2 separate regions of the Zea mays genome follow, and region 1 is linked to region 2. Evidence: chromatin contacts called from public Hi-C data. All regions are on one chromosome and are shown on one strand. Each heading gives the region's core, a stretch centred on a gene start, on an enhancer-like site or on the middle of the called end of the contact. The rest is flanking DNA. Distances are from core to core; before and after follow the strand shown.

Evidence for each region. Hi-C and Micro-C count contacts between places; a contact is called where the count stands out from the background.
Region 1: a contact with region 2 is called in a Hi-C map of ear, with 2.2 times the contacts expected there. The contact joins the promoter of LOC118472940 here to the enhancer-like site in region 2. A contact is called at or near these places in 2 of 25 Hi-C or Micro-C datasets (ear and tassel).

What each region holds. Positions count from the first base shown.
Region 1 is chr7:82,415,662-82,421,397 of Zm-B73-REFERENCE-NAM-5.0, forward strand. LOC118472940 (ankyrin-1) reads left to right here and starts at 4,192. Exons shown (of 11, transcript XM_035960960.1): 1 at 4,192-4,395; 2 at 4,538-4,726; 3 at 5,497-5,631. The coding sequence starts at 4,251.
Region 2 is chr7:82,064,082-82,069,877 of Zm-B73-REFERENCE-NAM-5.0, forward strand. It overlaps LOC103632509 (a long non-coding RNA gene), which reads right to left. Exons shown (of 3, transcript XR_555977.3): 2 at 5,651-5,796; 3 at 4,345-4,913. Among protein-coding and RNA genes, the nearest start is that of LOC103632509, 4.3 kb to the right of the region's middle. Within about 2 kb of position 3,255, at least 8 of the 20 cell types and tissues checked have an H3K27ac peak or open chromatin away from gene starts, as enhancers often do. A contact at or near this core is called in ear, where this site is marked.

The DNA of each region.
Region 1 (5,736 bases), core at 2,942-5,441, 350 kb after region 2:
ATCATTGTCCTCTCCTTCGTAATATTGTCCTCCATGTGTTCTTAGTCTACTTAATCCCATCCAGCGTGTATGTGTCAGGCAAGTTAGTGAAGAGTGTAATCCTTGTCGCAAAGGGGGGGCATCGTCCTCTCAGCTTCCTTTGGAGGCTACTAGTGTGGTCCCTTTGGCTCCTTCCGCCCATGTGGGAACGCCGGGCGCGTCCGTCCTAGATACGAGGGCGGGCCCTGCCGTAGTTGACGTTGTCACCATCGAGGCCCGCATGGCGGACACGACGGTCACCGTCCCCCGTGCCCGCCTCTGGCTCCTGCCATAGCTGAGGCCACCGTCAGCGGGCTCCCAACCACGGATTCAGCGTTGATCATCCTTCTACTACCACTGTCGACTCCTTTATCACCGAGCTCTATGGCGGTGATGGGTTCGTCCGCTGAGGCATCCTTGCCGGTGGCAATCGCTGAACCTCAAGGGCAGTAACTGTCGTGGATTCAGAAACCGAGGGACAATATATTTGTGTTTGATGGGGATACAAGCATGGACTCAATCTAAATGGTGGATCACGGGGACCCGAGCAAGGAGCTGAGACACTAGGATTATACTGATTCGGGCTTTCACCCTGGTACAGTGTAGTGTTGATCGTATTATTGCTTTGAGACGTGTTACAGTAGTTGTGCCTATGTCTATATGAGGGGAGAGGGACTCCCTTTTATACTTCATGGGACGGTCCTTACACAAGAGAGAGAGTGTGTGTTCTTTAGCTAATGCCCGATGTTGTAGTGCATGGTGGGCCCTCTTGGGCCAGTCTTAGGGCGTTCCTGCATGCGGCATGACTCCTTCTGACAGGTCATGTGTTGTTGTACCCTTGGCACGATGTTTTGTCTCATCCATCCAGCGTGCGAGTTCATGTAGCTTGCTCTACACCCGTGCTGCCATACCTGATGCGTCCCGTAGAACGTGCTCTCGGGAAGGTTGAGATTCGTGTTCAGTAAGGCTTCATCTTCCGTCAATGTCCTTACGTCACCCTCCAGCATGTGCGAGCACGCACTAGGTGTGTCATTCTGTCCTTTCTAGTACGTGGGTCAAGAATTTGTTGTCGTGACCCCCTTGGTACTGTACACATGGCATGGACATGGTTTGGTGACAATGTGTCCTGTTACAGCTATCGTGGACCAACAACGTCGGCCTAGACTCCCTCCTTGCGGGTCCACTTGGTCGCTCGTCCCGCCTCACAGACTTGCTCGACGGGAACTTAGTCGCTCGCTCTGCCTCGCAGACTTGCCCAGCGGGGACTTAGTCGCTCGCCCTACCTCGCAGACTTGCTCGAGGACTTGGTCGCTTGCCTCGTCACGCAGACTTGCTTGACAGGGACTTGATCGTTTGCCCGGCCTCGTAGACTTGCTCGGGGACTTAGTCGCTCGCCCCGCCTCGTAGACTTGCTCGGCAGGAACTTGGTCGTTCGCGACGCCTCAGAGACTTGCTCGGTCGCCCTGCCTCGCATACTTGCTCGCCGGGGACTTGGTCGCTCGCCCCACCTCACAGACTTGCTCGGTGGGCGGGTTAGGAAGAGGTTTATGAGCCTTGCTATGGGTACCCTGTTTCTAGGTACCTGACACTATGCCTTGTTGGCACACATCTTGTTCACAATCGACTAGAACTGAGAGTCTCTCCAGCCAACTGCACAAAATTCTCATACTCCTGTTGATACATCTCTAATAGTCTGATCTTTACATGATCATTGGCTCATTGCCCTCATGGAATCCCTCGAGGGTGGACCAGATCTTGTGAGCCATAACCAAATGTTCGACTCGCTCAAACTCAACAAGCAAGAGACACGAGAACAAAGCGTTTTGAGCTTTGTTGTTCGAATCATGGAACTCCATCTAAATCAAAGTGATCCGAGCACTCGCAACATCGATACAAATCTCCTAGACGCGGTACCCAATACTCTCAAGATATGCCAATGTGCGGATCTTCCGGTATGGGTAGTTTGCCCCATCAAAAAATGGAGGTTTGCCAACACCTCATTCCATGTCGCCTTTATGGATTTCAGACCGATTAGGGTAAGAAAAAACTCAACCGGTTCTGATAACAATTGAAGGACCGGTGAGGCGACCAGAGGGGGTGAATGGGAGCCAATCAATTTTTTGATGCTAATGATTGAAATTGAGTACTTCAATTCAATTCAGATGAAGAAAGCGTTGAAACCAAAAGCAAATTAGCAAACTAGTGATTTCATGATTTCAAAATGTTCCTAAGACTCACATGAGACCAGCAAAATGAATAGATCACAAATCGGACACAGAAGAGTCTGAATCGACCCAAAACTCGAAATTTAGTTCTTGAATGCGAAACTGAACCAAACAGACTTCGATTGAGCTATACTTTTACAGAAACCTTGACAAATGTGTTTACAAGGTTTTCACAAATTTTTACCTCAATCGGATTTGTAAATCAATCGTAGATCTTGAAATAAGGTTAGAATTGTAGTTTTATTGGGGTTTTCTCAAACAAACTCAAACTGAGATTAATGTGGATCACGACCAAGAACTGCACCAAGGGGCGTATTTAGCAAACCAAAGAGTATATCTCAGCACCCAACAATCACCAAATGAGTCCCAAACTCAAGAACTCGATGGTTCTTCACAAAACCACAAATAGAGGGAAAGGAAGAACACAAGAACATAATTGACTCAAAATTTCAGCGGAGACAAAACTGAGTGAATCGAGTTGAACTAGCCACATGGATGGATCTAGCCACCCTTTCTTTGAATAGAGCAGTGAAGATTACAAACACAGATGCAAGTTCAAAACATTTTTGGATCTCAGGCTAAACTAGGGAATGAAAGCTAGTGTTTTCTAAACAAGAGACTAATGTGTAAGCCAAAAAGTTGACTAAAATAATCATCCCACCCTTCTATTTATAGAGGGTTATTACTACTTTCTAAATTAACCCTAGATACATAGAGCCTAACCACTTAGCCGGGGGCAAAATGGACCAACTTTTTGGATTTTGGTCTAACGGTCACGCGCTCCACACGAAGTTGCTTCGCCTTGACACATCCTTCACGATGACGCCACGTGCCGCCTTCGATTCCCGCCGGAACCGCCGCCGCCAAGTTTTGAGCCCAAACTCAACAAAACCCAACATTCATAGTGCTAGGTGGTTTTTCATGGCTCAACCACCAAACCACCCGTGAGTAGCACACCACATGCGCATCTCCCACGTCCTAGACACATGTCCCATTAGTCTTTGATTGCATCGACAACATGGTACACTCCGCCATGTCCTCGCACGATTGTGTCCTAGGTGTCAGCCACTATGGGCAACTCAAGTCCTCAATCAAGTCCCAGCGCTCGTCCTTTGTCGCTCCTGGTCCATCGGCACGAACCGGCATGACCTTCACCTTCGTTGTTGACCACTGTACCTGTGCTCCACACCTGCACACCACAAACCCAGACACATTGTTGCACACACATAACTCATGTCTCGGTTAGTCCATGAGTCAACCCGAGACGCTACGCCGTTGACAATCACTCATCATCAATCCGAACCATAAGGGACAAATCAACCTTGTGTTCACAATTGCTATGCCTATGAAGTTGTATTTCCTTTACCTTCATCTTGTAATCCAAGGAATCGAAGGTATACCTGTAATCTTTTGTTAAATAACAATAGATGAAGAAACAATGTCTTATAATGTTGATTCATGTGCTTCACCTTCTTTATTTTGCACATATTTGTCTTTAATGTCCTTTATTTTCTTTGTTTATTTCTCATATCTTCATCCTTTAATCAACCCCTTTTCAAGAGGGGAAAATTAAAGGATGAACATGAAGCTCGATTTATTTGTATTGCCTTATTGGCTATCAGGCACAAATTCAGATATTTTTTCACCTTTTTTTGTTGTACAGAGCAAAAAAAATACATAAACCAATTTATACAAACTTTTATTCTTATTTATAATAATGTGCTTGATAACATAAACAAATCGGCATCAAATTTCTTACATATATACTTTAAAATATTGAATTTATCTTAATAATTCGAATATCCACACTAACAAATATAGGATCATACCGCAAGCACCGTCGGCCCATGGAGGCGTTTTGTCACTTGGGCCGGTCCCGATGACTTGGCTGGCTGGCTTCTATAAGTAACCACGGCACCACCTGCCTGACTCGCGCTTCCCGCTCGTTTCAATTGCCCCCGTCCATCCTCTCTCTCTGCGCCGCGAAGCTTCCAGAACCCTCTATTCATGGAATCCACCTCCGGGGAGCATTCAGAGACGGGAGACGAACCGTGCCCTCTCCAGTTTCGATACACATACAATTCTCCCCGCGATGAAAAGGTAGACCGGCTCCTTCGCGCCGTGTCCGATGGTTACATCCCCAAAATCAAGAGTGAGCTCTCGAGATGGACATGGCGATTACGGTTTCTCTGTGCTCTGGATGTTGTGTTGACTCCTAGTTTTCTGCTTTTGCTTTTGGTTCGCGTTTCGGTGTCTGATCGAATTAAATGTTGTGGGTTGCTGTTGTTGCGCAGGAACGGCGAGACGGCTGATGGAGCAAACTGGGATGACCGTGGACGAGGTGATGAGACGTATCCAGGTCGAGGATGCATTGGAGCAGGGTTACGGTCCGGTGCACATGGCGGCGTCTTATGGGAACTTAAAGGTCTGCAAGTTCCTGCTCAAGGAGCTCAAGCTCGATGTCAACGCTACTGCCAGGGATGGTTCGTATCTATTTTCTATTTTTGCTTTTTGCATGACGTTCGTTGGGTCAGCACCAGGAGGGATGGGATGGTTAGACAGTTGGATCAAGTTTCTGAGCATGGGAAGGGAGACTTTGATCTGATTTATGGGATATGTCGAGGGTTCAGTTTATTTGTTCGCTTCTTTGTTTTGGATAAAATTACTTGAAACTGGCTATATGGTGACTGATGTGAGTTCTGTTACAACATAGGTAATTAGGTATGCATGATAGTACATGAAATGTGTGACCTATGCATGTAATCAGTAATCCTGTCTTCTTCCAATTTGTATTTTATTAAGAGTCTGCCACTGCCAAGGTTGTAGTTCAGCAATCCCTCCAAATTTCTGTGAGGTTGAAGGATGGTTAATGTGAAGATGTTATGCGATTTCAAGTTACTTTTGCATGCAAATAGGTTTTCTGCTCTTAATTTTTTTCCAGAATAAGGGGCCTTTATCTGTTTGACACAAACTTCTGCAAATAGTAATGTCGTTTGTGAAATGAAATGCATGATGACTCATGAGTTTTGGAGAAAATAGCTGGAAACTGACTATGGTGACTGTGAGAGGTGGCCATGGCTCTTTCTATCCCTAAGAAAGCTCTGCTCTAGTTTGATCCTTATACCTTACGCCATGATACAGGAGGAATACAGGATACACCTCTGTAATACTACTATACGTTTCTATTACATATGACTTCATTTGCTTACACACACAATAAGTGTTGATCATTCTGATTATTGCCACTTTCCAGGTGCGACACCACTAGCTTTCGCAATGTATGGTAATGCATCTTTGGCTATTGTGATGCTTCTTCTCGATTATGGTGCTAATCCTAACAAAGAAGACAAAAATGGGATTTATCCTCTCCACATTGCAGCGCAGAGAGGTTCTCTTTACCTTTGAATATGCGAATTTTAGACTTCCTTTTGCTGTTCTTCGAGCTTTACTATCATGCCAAATGTGTTCTATCTCTTATGTACGGTAAATTTCT
Region 2 (5,796 bases), core at 2,005-4,504:
GGCCGATCTCGATAGGTCTATATGAAATTGTCCCCAGCGGAGTCGCCAAAAAGTATGTTGACACCTTTTTCGGGCGCCAATCACTCAACATGAACCAGCGGCGGTGCTCTCTGCACAGGGGCCGGACGGTCCACGGCCTGGCGCAGGGCTAAAGTTTCCTGCCTGACGGCCGAACGGTCCGCGCGTGCGCAGGGGTCGGCGAAGGTCGCCGGCGGTGCCTGGATCTCGCTTCCGGAAGGGACCCCGTCGGGGAGGAGAGATCCTAGGAGTTGTCTAGGCTCGGGCAGACCGACCTAGACTCCTCTAATCGACGTAGAGTCAAAGAGAAGCGGAGAATTTGGGAAATAAGAGGCTAAACTGGAACTAGACTAGAACTACTCCTAATTGTACTGGAAATAAATGCGAGATAGAAGTATTATTGATTCGATTGATGATTTCAAATCGACCGTATACCTTTCTATTTATAGAGGAGGGGGCTGGACCCTTTACAAACTAATCTCCCGAGCTAATTCCACGAATCTAGCTAACAACCGTAGCACAAAACTCGGAACCCTAATCTGCTCTGCGCACGCGCGGACCGTCTGGCCCACAGATGCGGACTATCCGGCCTCAGGACCGGACCGTCCGCCGTTCATTTTGGAGCTCAACAGTGAGCTAAAAGTGGTCCAAGGTGAGAAAAGGACATCTTCTACCCTCATCCTACTCTATTTCTCCCCACCCCCATACTAATTAGAGATATAGATGTCTTTCTATATCCATGTAAGGCCCTTTCGTTGGTTTGAGACCATAAACTATTCAAACTAATTATTATTATAATACAAATAAATTTATCATTTCGACCGGAACCATTCTAAGGTAAACGGGGCGGAAGAAAGAAGTGGATGTTGAGCTTGAGGTGGGCCAATCTGGGCCAGCTAGTCATCAGACCATGTTTTGCCCTTGTCGGGCCAAAATATCAAGCTGAGTCGGGATCAACGTGTCCTAGGCTATATACTCATCTAACCTATAATTTTCAATTGAAACTATGAGAGAAATCAATGGGTTACGCATGTAGTGGAGCCACAACGAATATTTATTATTATAAATATTAATAATAGATGGATGGGGCATGCAAGGCATGACACCACTCCAGTGTACATCCATACGGGGCAACGTTAAAAATGGTTCTCCCCCTATGTACCTAAGGGCCGTTTTGGCACGACTCTTTCGGTGGCTCAACTCGAGCTCATCGTAAAACTCTATCAAACTGTCAAAAACTGTCAGAAAACAATTTCTAGTTAAGAACTCTTCGAGAGGCGAGTCCTTTTATTGCTAGGAGCTAGAGCACAAAAAACGTGGCTTGTATTAGCTCCTACATTTTTCTCATACATCATTTGAAAAAACACAGGAGAAGCTATTTTGCCAAACAAATTGCAAAATAGCTCCGGCTCCTCTAAAGAAGCCAAGAAGCTAGAGCCTGAGTCGAAACTGTTTTCAGAGAAGCCAGAGCCCTGCCAAAGGAGGTCCAAGATTGACTAGATTTAGGAGGTGTTTGGTTGTCGGGACTAAAGGGGGTCCATTCTAGATGAGGTGGTGCATTATAAGTCTATTTCACAAATTTGGTAGAATGAATTCATTCCTCGTATTATAACTAATTGTTAGCATATGAGGAATGAAACAGTGATGGATCAACCTATTTCATTTCACAAACCAAATAAAAAAATGAGTAGTGAGAAGATGATAGACTACAGACTACCTTATTCTCTCGAACCAAACACGCTAAAAGTTTAGCATGTGTCATGTTGGTTGTTTGAATATATATTACAAGTATTAAATATAGTTTAATTATAAAACTAATTACACAACTAAAGACTAAACGGCGAGACAATTTTTTAAGCATGATTAATCCACGATTAGCAAATTTTTATTGTAGCACTATATTGGTAAAACATGAATTAATTAGACTTAATAAATGTGTCTTATTATTTAGTTCTCCTCTGTATAATTAATTTTATACTTCTAAAAAGCATTTAAACATCTAATGTGATAAGGATTAAAGCTTAGCCCATGTAACAATTTATGACTTTAAATTAATATTGTTAAGTTATTTAGGGATAGAGTGACTAAATATTACTATAACACTGGTAATACAAAAGGAGCTAGTTGGTCGTGTCGTGTGTAGGGGAATAATAAAGACATGACCCTATGCATCAAATCAGGTTAGCCAGGCCATGTGAGCTTCGGTCTATATTAGACTTGCGGATTAGGTAAAGGTCATATCGGATTAAATTTGGGTCATAGATCATTTTATTATGGCTCATATCTGATCCATGCCTAGTATCGGGTTAGCTTCGTGTCAGCATATCCATGCACAATTGCTTTCAGTCGGAAACAGGTGAAGTGCTCGTAAACACCTGACGAATCCAGATCGAAGCAATCACCATCACCCAGTTCCTTCTGTAGTAACAAAGTTCAGGCTTCATTGGAACATGCGCAAGCGAACCTGCGGGCGCCACCACCCCCCCCCCCCCCCCCCTCTGTAGTAACAAAGAAGTTCAGGCTTCATTGGAACATGCTCAAGCAGACCTGCACATCATTGGGGCCCGTGTCGAGGACCGGCAAGGCGCGGCCGCGGGGACCCACGGCCACTCGTCAGCTGGGCTAGCGAACAACATGCTCTAGAAGGCAGAGGCGTACGGGTTGAAGCTCCTGCGCGCCGGAGATGACGAGCAGCCAGCGGCCGAGCAGATGATTGGGAGGACGAAGCGTGGTGCAAATTTCCACTCCGACCGCTCGGCTTTACGCCTGTGGAAGAATAAGGAGATGTTATAGGGAGTCGTTGGGTACTCTTTTTTCTTCCCTCCCCCTAAAATAGGATTGGGAATAGGCTTTTTTGTTACTATTGGGACTGCTCTAACACCGCCAATGTAAGAGCAACTCCAAGAGAGTACTAAAAAATTCATCCCCAAAACCTCTTATTGGGGCTATTGTTAAAATAATTATCCCAAAAAAATCTTAATCCACACCAGACTGCTAATAACTGCTCTCTAAAAAATTTGGAACAACCCCTGCCTCGAGCATTCTGAACAAACTAAAATGGCATCTACGATTCTAAACAAAACATGTAACAGGATGAAAGAACAATCTATCAAACTGATAATGTCTACGTATGCATGCAACCGTATCTAATGCTAAAGTCATTTGGAGGTGGGGTCGGTGGTACGGCGGCGGCAGCTAGTGCACTAAGGCACAACTGAGCTGAGGAAGTCAGCGCAGCTCCGACCATAGTCCGTCACGATGGCCTTGATGTTGTCGATGGTGAGCCGTGCGCGAAGGTGGTCCCACTCCCACAGCCGCTCCAGCACACCCGTCCAGTCTAGGTCAGGTGTAACAATTTCGTTTTGAACCATCCGAATTTGGTTTTATTGACTAAATTTGGACTTTTGTGTTTTTATATTTTGAACCGAAATCCATCTAAATTCAGACCGAAATTCGTTTTTCGGTTAGTAGCGAAAACGGGAAAAATTATCGAGATTCGGTGATTCCAATGCGGGATAGTAAACAGTGGTCCAGGTCCATGTGTGTCTGATTAAGGAAGGAATAATGACGCGCAAATATGAGGGAAGGGAGGCCACAAATGAGGGACGCCAAGCTTTTGGGGAAGGAAAAGGGACCTGTTAGAGCGACAAAAAAGTGATTGTTTCCCCCCTAGAATTGATTTTGGGGTTAGTTTAAGGTTTCTTTTGGAGTTACTCTAAGCCCCCCATAACGGAGCGATGTTAAAATGGTTCTCCTCCCTATACACCTAAGATTAACTAGATTTAAGTGCATCGTAATTTATGACAACAAATTGATATTATTAAATATATCTTTTTATAATATGTTCATGTGGTATCATAAATTATCATGATTTCTATTATTTTAGCCAAACATACAAAAGTTTAACTTGACTAATTCTACGATTTGATTTATTTAGGAACAGAGGGAATACAAATCATTATAACACTGGTAATACAAAAGGAGCTAGTGTGGTTTGCGAACACTAACTGCATTTGAATATTATCGTGAGCAGGCTGGGATGTCAGGATCCGGAGGTGGAGATCATCTTCGACAGTGTAAGCGTCGAAGCCGTGGTGCCTGTCGGCCGACGGACAACGCCCACGCTTCCCAACACCATCATCAACTGTGGGAAGGTAACCACATCTTAATTTCGTGTAGATGCGAATTTTAAGGACCATGGAAGGTAGGTATTTCTGGCAACTACTACTGATTTCTGTGGTGCAGGCTGTAATGGATTCTGTGCTCATGCGCCGCTCCAGGGAAGAAACGTTTAAAATCATAGATGCAGTGAGCGGGACAATAAGATCATCCAGGTACAGTCCCATGACCATTCGGTATTAAACAGCACACCACAGTGAAAAATGGCAGTTTCTCTAAAAATGTTTCAATGACTTGTTCAGTCTAATTAATAACCTGGTCAGCCTGTAATCAATCAGGTGCTTTTCTTGTGTGGCCAGAATGACACTTCTTCTTGGAGCACCCGGATCAGGAAAGACGACCCTGTTAAAAGCACTGGCAGGAAAACTAGATTCTTCTTTGAAGGTAGTACTAGTCCAGTCCAGTCCTCAAAATTAGTGTAAATAAATCAAAACCATGTCACAGAAGCAGCATGTATTGATTAGTGGTTATTCCTAAGAAGTTAGTACGTACTTTTGTGATAGAAAAACGAACATCATTAATTTTCTGATTTCTTGTCAATAGATCCATGGAGATGTCAAATACAAGTGTAATGGGGAAACAATGTCATCTACATCGCAGCACCTCTGTGCGTACGTCAGCCAGAATGACCTCCATCATCCCGAAATGACAGTGAGGGAGACTATTAATTTCGCTTCAAACATGCTTGGGGCCAACAATGAATTCGGTATGAGTGCCTGTTGGTTTTGGTCAAAATCAAAATATTAAATTGATATCCTCAAGCGATAGCAACATGCATTCATACTGATATATACATATACACACACGCGCGCTAATTATCTCCTGCTGGTGATAACTGCTTTAGAGACGCTGAGAGATGCATTACAAAGAAAAATGGAAACATGCAATGAACTAAATCAGGACCTATTTTCCAAGGTGCTATAGCCATATTTGTTTAAGATAAGAAAGCATCAGTTTATTTTAGTAGAATAACAGCTAAGTTGTTCCCGTACAGGCAACTAAACCTGGAAACGGAAGCAATCTTAAAACAAACTACATCATCAAGGTAAAATCTTATTTTAATCAATGAAGTTATCATTTTTTACTGTCAACAGGGAGGGGGGACATCCTCACTTGAATTTCATTGAAAGCAACCTCTTTTTTAGAGAAACGAGGCAAAGCACTATATAAAATTGTGGTAGACCATAGATTACAAACAAGTGCTAGCACAACACAGCAAATACTTCAACAACACAGGGGAAACAAAGAAAGGAAACCCAACACGTCGCATGTTAAAGCAGTTGAAACGACAATTGTCGAACGACGACTAGCGCTTCGACTAAAAATAACATACTCGTCGACAAACCTAGGCCTTTGCTCATCTAGACCTCCCCTTGTAGCTACGCGTGTCCCGTTGACTTATGGCCACGAACAGGGGCTAAAGGAGGTCAGAGGCATAGCGACCATAACATACCGAAAACGACGATCTCCTTTCGAGAAAACAGAAACACCCGATGGCGCATCCGGGCTCTAATGCCACCATCCAACGCCGCTTGAGGAGAAATCCTCATGGGTGAATGGCAGGAGAGGCGGATATTCACCGACCTAGCATAAGATTAA